Linked DNA regions of Gossypium hirsutum: region 1 is linked to region 2. A link is a contact called in public Hi-C data. All regions are on one chromosome and are shown on one strand. Each heading gives the region's core, a stretch centred on a gene start, on an enhancer-like site or on the middle of the called end of the contact. The rest is flanking DNA. Distances are from core to core; before and after follow the strand shown. Region 1 holds the start of LOC107951427. Region 2 holds the start of LOC107951438 (mitogen-activated protein kinase kinase kinase 1).

Region 1 (3,471 bases), core at 554-3,053, 360 kb before region 2:
TGAGACACGGGCATGTGACTCAACTGTGTGAGATACACGACTGTGTATCATCTGATGAGTTCTTTAGGGTGTAAGCCAGTAAGTTACACAGCCTAACACATGGCCTGGCACACGAGTGTGTCAGGCAACTCAAAGAGTTAGACGTCCTGGCACACGGGTGTGTGACACAACCTTGTGAGACAACCGTGTGACCCTACTTAGAGAGTTACACGAGTGTGAACTCAGGTTGGGACACGGCCGTGTGTCCATAGTTCAATTGTTGTATAGCCTGAGACACAGGGGTCTCAGCTGTGTGATCCTTGTTTTGTAAAATTTTGCATCTTTTTCTTAAACTTACCAAATTATTTCAGATTGGTCCCAAATTGTTTCTAGGTTATTGTTAGGGCCTCGAGGACTCGATTTAGGGACGTTGTGCATGAGTATGAATGGTTTGTGGTGTGATTATTATATTGATTGATAAAATGTTTAAATGTTTTTTATTGTTTTGTAATACTCTGTAACCCTAATTCGACAATGGAGACGGTTCGGGGTGTTACATATACATTTCAGAATGTGCAAATTAATCATTTCGTTAAATTTATATATTAAATGATGACTTGGAACGTTAATTGCATGTTGAAAATTATCTTTTAATGGGTAAACTATAAAATGGTCACCCAACTATGCCTTTCATCCTATTTTGATCACTCAACTATTATTTTTCAATTTAGCCTTTAAACTTTTCAAATTAAATATTTTAGCCACTTTAAGTTGATGTGGGCTTTCTTTGTTGGTCTAGCAATAAAATTAGCCTTCTAATGTTCACATATTCTATTAATTTGATCCTAAATATAAAAAAAATTTAACAAATTTAGCCCTCAATGTTTACAAAAATTTTCATTTTAGTTCCAATTCTAAAAAAAATAATAAATTTGGCCTCAACATTTACAAAATCTATCAATCTAGTCTTATCTCTAAAAATGGAAATATATATATATTTTAAAAAATTATTTTTAGCCCTTTATAACCCATATACTAAACTACATAAGATATTAAAATAAGAAAAAATGTACCCTCTTCCAAGTCACTCGCATCAATTTCTTTTACTATAATTTAGGCTTCACACTGGACCAAATTAATTGATTTAGAACCTATATGGAATAATTGGTTGCATTACTACCCAGACAGATAACGTTTTTAATGCCTTCATTTTTTTTTGGATCTTAAATTTTTGTGTGTTTTATCCAATCTTTTTAGAGTTATTTTGCAAGTGACTCGAAAGAGGGTATTCTTTTTCTTATTTTAACATCTCACATAGTCGATGGGTTATAAAGGGCTAAAACTGATATTTTTTTAAAAATATTTTTAAATTTTTAGGGTTAGGACTAAATTGATAGATGTTTTATATTTTGAGGGCCAAATTCATTGGATTTTTTATAATTAAAACTAAAATGACAAATTTTGTAAACATTGAAGGCTAAATTTGTTAAATTTTTTATATTTAGCATCAAATTGATAGAATGTGCAAACATTAGAGGGCTAATTTTATTACTAGAGCAATAAAAAAAAGCTCACATGAGCTTAGAGTGGTTAAAATATTTAATTTCGAAAATTTTAGTGATTAAAATGAAAAAATTAATGATTGAGTGACCAAAATAGAATGAAAGGCATAGTTGGGTAACCATTTTTATAGTTTATCCATAAAGAATATAATTTTCAGCATGATTTAACGATGCATGTTGTTATTTAACAAATAAAATTTAATAGAGGGGCTTGTAAGTTTCGAAATATATAAGGGTTAATTTACCCATTTCTTCAGTACAGAGGCCGAAATGCAATCCTTCCCTAACTGCAGTGGCTTCCCTGGTATTTTACCAAAATAATATCATACTAATTTACATAAAACTCGGAGTCCGGATAACGAAGCTGTACAAAAACCAGGCACACAATGTCAAAACGGTGTCGTATTCAGTTGCAGTCTCCTACGTCGTGGTACATCTCCGGTGGTGACTGATTCATCATAGACGGTCAACTCCATCTCAGCTCAACCTCTGCAACGCTTTACCCTTCAAAACAACGAAAAAAGGGGCGGCGGTCTGGGGGAATCCCTATATTTTAATCCACACTAATATTCTCTTTATGGATTTCGATTTTCGATTCTTTTGACGAAGAAGACGAAGATTTATAATTATATGATGTCAAAGAAAGCCAGCAACTGCGCTATTTGCGACAATTCAAATCGCGCTTCTATTTGCGCCGTTTGCGTCAATTACAGGTACGTTAAAAAATCGTCGCTAAAAAAGTGAAATATTTTTATATTATAATATTTAAAATTTTAAGCTGTTAACTTGCTCTTTGATTTCCTCGATGAACTGTTCTTTGCAGATTAAATGAGTATAATTCTTTGTTAAAATCATTGAAAAACCATCGTGATTTGTTATATTCAAAATTAAACGAACTGATTGCCGCAAAGGTTTGATTTCTTTCACTTAGTTGGAAATTTATTTGTTTATTAATGCCTTTTTCTCTTTTCGAGATTGGTCTTGATTTGTTTTTATTATTTAGGGGAAAGCTGATGATCAACTGAATTGGAGAGTTCGTCAAAGCGAGAAGCTAACTAACTTGAAAGAGAAGCTTCGTCGAAGCAAGGAACAATTAGCTCAAGGTTTTGATGCTTACTCCTTAGTTCTTATTTCTGTTTTCTGGAAAAAAATTGTTTATATTTATTTATTAGGATCTGATAAACAGTTCTTTATTATAGGTAAGGTTAAGATTGAGAGAGTGTCTCATGAGTTAAAGGTTAAGTATGGAGTGCTTAAATCAGCTCGTGGCATGGTACTAACTTTGTTCGTTTTCGGTTTCTTCACGAGAATCGAAAGCTTTCTGAATGATAGTTATAGGTATTTTATCTTTGCAGTTGGAAAAGAATCGTGTGGAAAAGCTCGAAAAGTTCTATCCCAATCTTATTTGCACACAAAGCCTGGGGCATGTGAGGACTATTTGTCTTTTATGTTTATTTACTTATGAGGTTTTAGATTTATGTTTATGCTAGGTTCTTTGGTTTTTCTCGTCTATTACAATGTACAACTTTTGACTTATGACATTATCTGAGTTGCAGATGGCAATTACCTCAGAACGTCTTCACAAGCAATCGGTTGTCATAAAACAGATATGCAAATTGTTTCCCCAACGTCGTGTAAGTGCTTCTGTGCTAATTGATATGCTTTTTTTCACTATCAACATTATCTTTATGATATGTAAGTTATTGAGATTTAACCAAAAACAGAGGGTGATATTTGCAAGTCAAATATGCAGGTGATATTTTTGCTTTTGCAAGACTTAAAGACATAGCTAATGTGGTTAAAATGAGGATGCTTAGCCGAAAACTTATAGGCCTTATTTCCCCTTTCCTCCCTCTTATTCTAGGCCAAAGTCTCCTAGGTTAAATCATGTTGCTTTGACATAAGCTAAGTTTGGTTCTGTTTCCACAGG
Region 2 (3,843 bases), core at 1,101-3,600:
AAAAAACCATGTATTTATAAAGTTACACTATTAAAATCTACATATAATGAGATTTGAACTTAAAACCCATATAATATTTAAACTTTCAACTTTACCACTTAAATAAAAATAGAGTTGTTCATGGGTCGGGTCATTCGGCCCCACTCTCGCTCGAAAAATGAGAGAGTTTGGACAAAAATATAGGCCTGTTTAGAAAATGGATTGAGCCTCAGATAAGATTTTTTTGAGTTTGGGTTGGCTCCAATTTTCATTAAAAAAATCCTTATTCTTTCATGTTTTGTTGTTTTCCCACTTTTTGACACAATTTTGCTACCATTTTATTATTATATTATTACTATTTTGTTGTTAATGTTTGGATATTGTATAACACTTGTTTTATTGTTAATTTTGCTACTATTTTAGAGGTATTTGCTTGTTAAGTTGTACTTATCTTATTGTTATTTAAGTACAAATATTTTTTTAATTTATTTTTAATTTGTTAGAAAATTTTTATTTTAATATTTTTAGTATATTTGATATATCATATTTTTTAATTTTTTTATATAAAAACAAAAATTAAAAAATTAATACAAGCAGGCTAGACTTAAACAAATATTTAAACTTATTTTTCAAACTGAGCTAAAGCCAAACTTATCAATCGGACCTAAAATTTTATTACAACTTAACTCAACCTTAAAAAATATGGTATGATGTAAATGTGAATTGAATGAGTTAACTAAAATTTTATAAATAAATCTTGATTCCAATTGAATCAAATTAAAATTAGAGTGGATGGCTCCACTCACATAGCATTACACTAATTCAATTCCAGTAGAGATAGATTTTGTTTTAGAGTATAAATCTCACCATACTCTTAACATTACGCAAATTCACACATTTACCAAGGATAATGACGAATATCCATGTTGGTCTACTTTTGATGCCAGCCGCTGTAGACCATTAACCCCTTTGTTTTTATACACATCTTTCTATATTTGATATCAATTTTTTTTTAAAAAAATTTGATTTTTATTTATAAATTTTGAAGTCAAAATTTTATTTAAAAATATCTAATCTTTGTTCATGAGGTTTAGACACTACACACCTAATCTGGTCAATATAAAATTTAAGATTTATTTTTTAGGTTTAGATTCAGTTTGGTACGAAAAATAAACTTAAAATTATGTTTAAGTTTTATTCAAATTAAAAATACTAAATCTGAATCTAATCTGTCTAGCCCGTATTTATTTTTTAAAATTATTTTTATATAAAAATAAACTTAAAAATATAACACATTAAATACATTAAAATAAATATTTCCTAACAAATTAAAAATACATTAGAAAAGCCTTTATACTTAAAAAACACTAAGATAGTTGTAACTTAGCAAAGTTGCAAATTTAATAATAAAACATGAGTTATACAATATCTAAACAATAATAATAATATAATAGCAATATAATAATAAAATGAAAGCAAAACAATAATGAAACAACCACAAAACAACTAATTCTGACTGGCTCGATCCTGAACAAAAATAATTTTACCTGAAACTTAACTTGTTTAGAGAATTAGTCTTATTTTTTTGTCCAACCCTATTTTTCAAGTTTATATTTTATCTAAATTCTCTTACTTTTCAAATAAGCCCTCGAACTTGGACAAGTGACTCAGACAATGATTAGATTAAAGACACTATTAGCAAAAGCTAAGGCACTAGACCTTAAAAGGTTTGAATCTTATTCTTTCTTTGTTGTATTGTATATTGGTTAAGTTTTATATTACGATTGATCATAAATATATATATATATATATATTTGTATATGTATTATAGTTGTGGGACTTTAAAAAAAAAATTGTAACTCCAACACAATAAATTTGGGTATAAGCTTATTATTCATGTGGCGACAAATTTACGATAAAAGTATTATGAAGATTCTTATATTAGAAATCAAATTATATTTTATATTTTTATTAAAATTTAGATAAATTAATTCTTATACGTTAAATTAAAGAACAATTCAATTTTTTCTATTAAATATTCATCAATTTTTTAATATACAAAATAATCAATTTATTTTTTAATCTAATATATATGATTAATTTACATTTTTTTAAATATAATCAATATCATACAATTAAAATATAAATACAAATATGAGTAACTATAAATATTAAACTATTTCAAATGGACAGTCTAAGCAACTATTCGATTACAAACGGCCTAGTGATTACAATCCAAAATAAAATTTACAAACTGAAGGAGCTAACTGGATAAAAAAGTAATCCTTGGATGCAAAGATTTAAAAATTTCTTGCAAGCGACACGTGGCGACGCGTATAATCTCTTTATTTCTCTCTCTTCCGACGGCGTTTACTAGCCAGCCACTCTGTCTACCATTATCACGTTTTTTTTCTCTCTCTTTAGGTCAGCCGCTTTTCGCTCCCAATTTTTCTCACCTAAATTTTCCCAGGAAAGTTACGGAGAAAAAGAACAAAAGCGTTTCTCTTTCTTAAATTGATATTTTCGGAAACCCTATGCTGCTTTAGCTTTTTTTTTGAATTTTGATGGATTCTGTTCCACATGCATCACTTACCTCGATTCTTTAGCAATAGAGTCGCCATGGACTCGAAAAGGAGCAGAAGAAAACCTAGACTCGAGCGACGCAATGCAGCGAAGGACATCGATTACGATGCGGGCTCGTTTTGTTCGTCTCTCGATGATTCTTCTTCTTCTTCTTCTCCTCTAGTCACACGATCGCTCGATTTGTATCAAACAAGCTTTCGTCTCGAAGGAACCGACGGAGAGCTCGATCGAATTTGTCGGAGCTTGGGCCTTAATGGTCCTGAAGATTTTTCAATCCCGACCGCCGCCTGGGAGGCCCGTAAGATCAGATCGTCGTCGGATCTTCTGCCTCGGTCCAGATTAAACCGGTTGGATAGTCCTAAAGAAGAGACAGCTCTAGTAAAAGGCGGCGCCGGCGCTGAAGTAACAGTAGATGAATTGGCTGAGAGGGTTTTGGCTACTGAGTTGACTCGGAAGGACTCGTCCGAGTCGAAAAGGGAATGCTGCTTTTCTGATAAAATTGCGGTGGATAATACTACGACAACCGAATTGAAGTCAAGCACGTCTTGCGTTTCGAATGTTGTTGTTGGAGGAGGGAATAGTGGAATTAAAGGGGATAAGCCACCGTTTTTAAAGCCACCTCCGGGAATGAAGCTAAAAGCGATCGATAACGGCTGCTCCACCTGGGATCTGTTTAGGGATTTCGGCCCCGATGACGATAGAGGGTGTGCGATTCCGGTTAACTCACATTCGTCTTCCGATGACGAAGAATATAAAAGAGAGGACGGTGGGTTTAATGAGGGAAATACTAAGGAGGAAAATTTAATGAGAATAGGAGACAATGCGGTGCTTTCAGAGTCTTGTTCTTTCACAACTTCGAATGATGATGATTCTTCGAGTACTACAACAGAGCCTATGTCAAATATTTCTCCTAACGGTAGGTTCAAAAGGACAATTACTTATTGGGAGAAAGGTGAGCTTCTGGGAAGTGGATCATTTGGATCGGTTTACGAAGGGATTTCTGAGTAAGTGATTTGATACTCTGCCTATAATATAACATCCATTTTCATTTAGTAGCTTTTGTTGCAAGTTATTTTATCTTTGGGCACCTTATTTTATCTTTTGTTTCAAGCATCTGGGGTTAGGAAGTGTTCTTGGTCTTAGTTAAGCATTTAAGAAAGCGCCTCTGTATGGCTCCTTTCTTCTTTAGAGAGCACCTTCTTACATGTTTGGCTTGATGGATTAAGGATAGTAGCATCTTAGGATTGCTAGATTTCATTTATATGGTGAATTCCAAATGTG

The links. Hi-C and Micro-C count contacts between places; a contact is called where the count stands out from the background.
Region 1: a contact with region 2 is called in a Hi-C map of hypocotyl, with 3 times the contacts expected there. The contact joins the promoter of LOC107951427 here to the promoter of LOC107951438 in region 2. A contact is called at or near these places in 2 of 34 Hi-C or Micro-C datasets (hypocotyl and leaf).

Annotation. Positions count from the first base shown.
Region 1 is chrA02:15,633,528-15,636,998 of Gossypium_hirsutum_v2.1, reverse strand. LOC107951427 reads left to right here and starts at 1,803. Exons shown (of 12, transcript XM_016886478.2): 1 at 1,803-2,254; 2 at 2,365-2,452; 3 at 2,545-2,644; 4 at 2,741-2,814; 5 at 2,897-2,968; 6 at 3,098-3,175; 7 at 3,471. The coding sequence starts at 2,172.
Region 2 is chrA02:15,269,130-15,272,972 of Gossypium_hirsutum_v2.1, reverse strand. LOC107951438 (mitogen-activated protein kinase kinase kinase 1) reads left to right here and starts at 2,350. Exons shown (of 9, transcript XM_041085349.1): 1 at 2,350-3,566. The coding sequence starts at 2,560.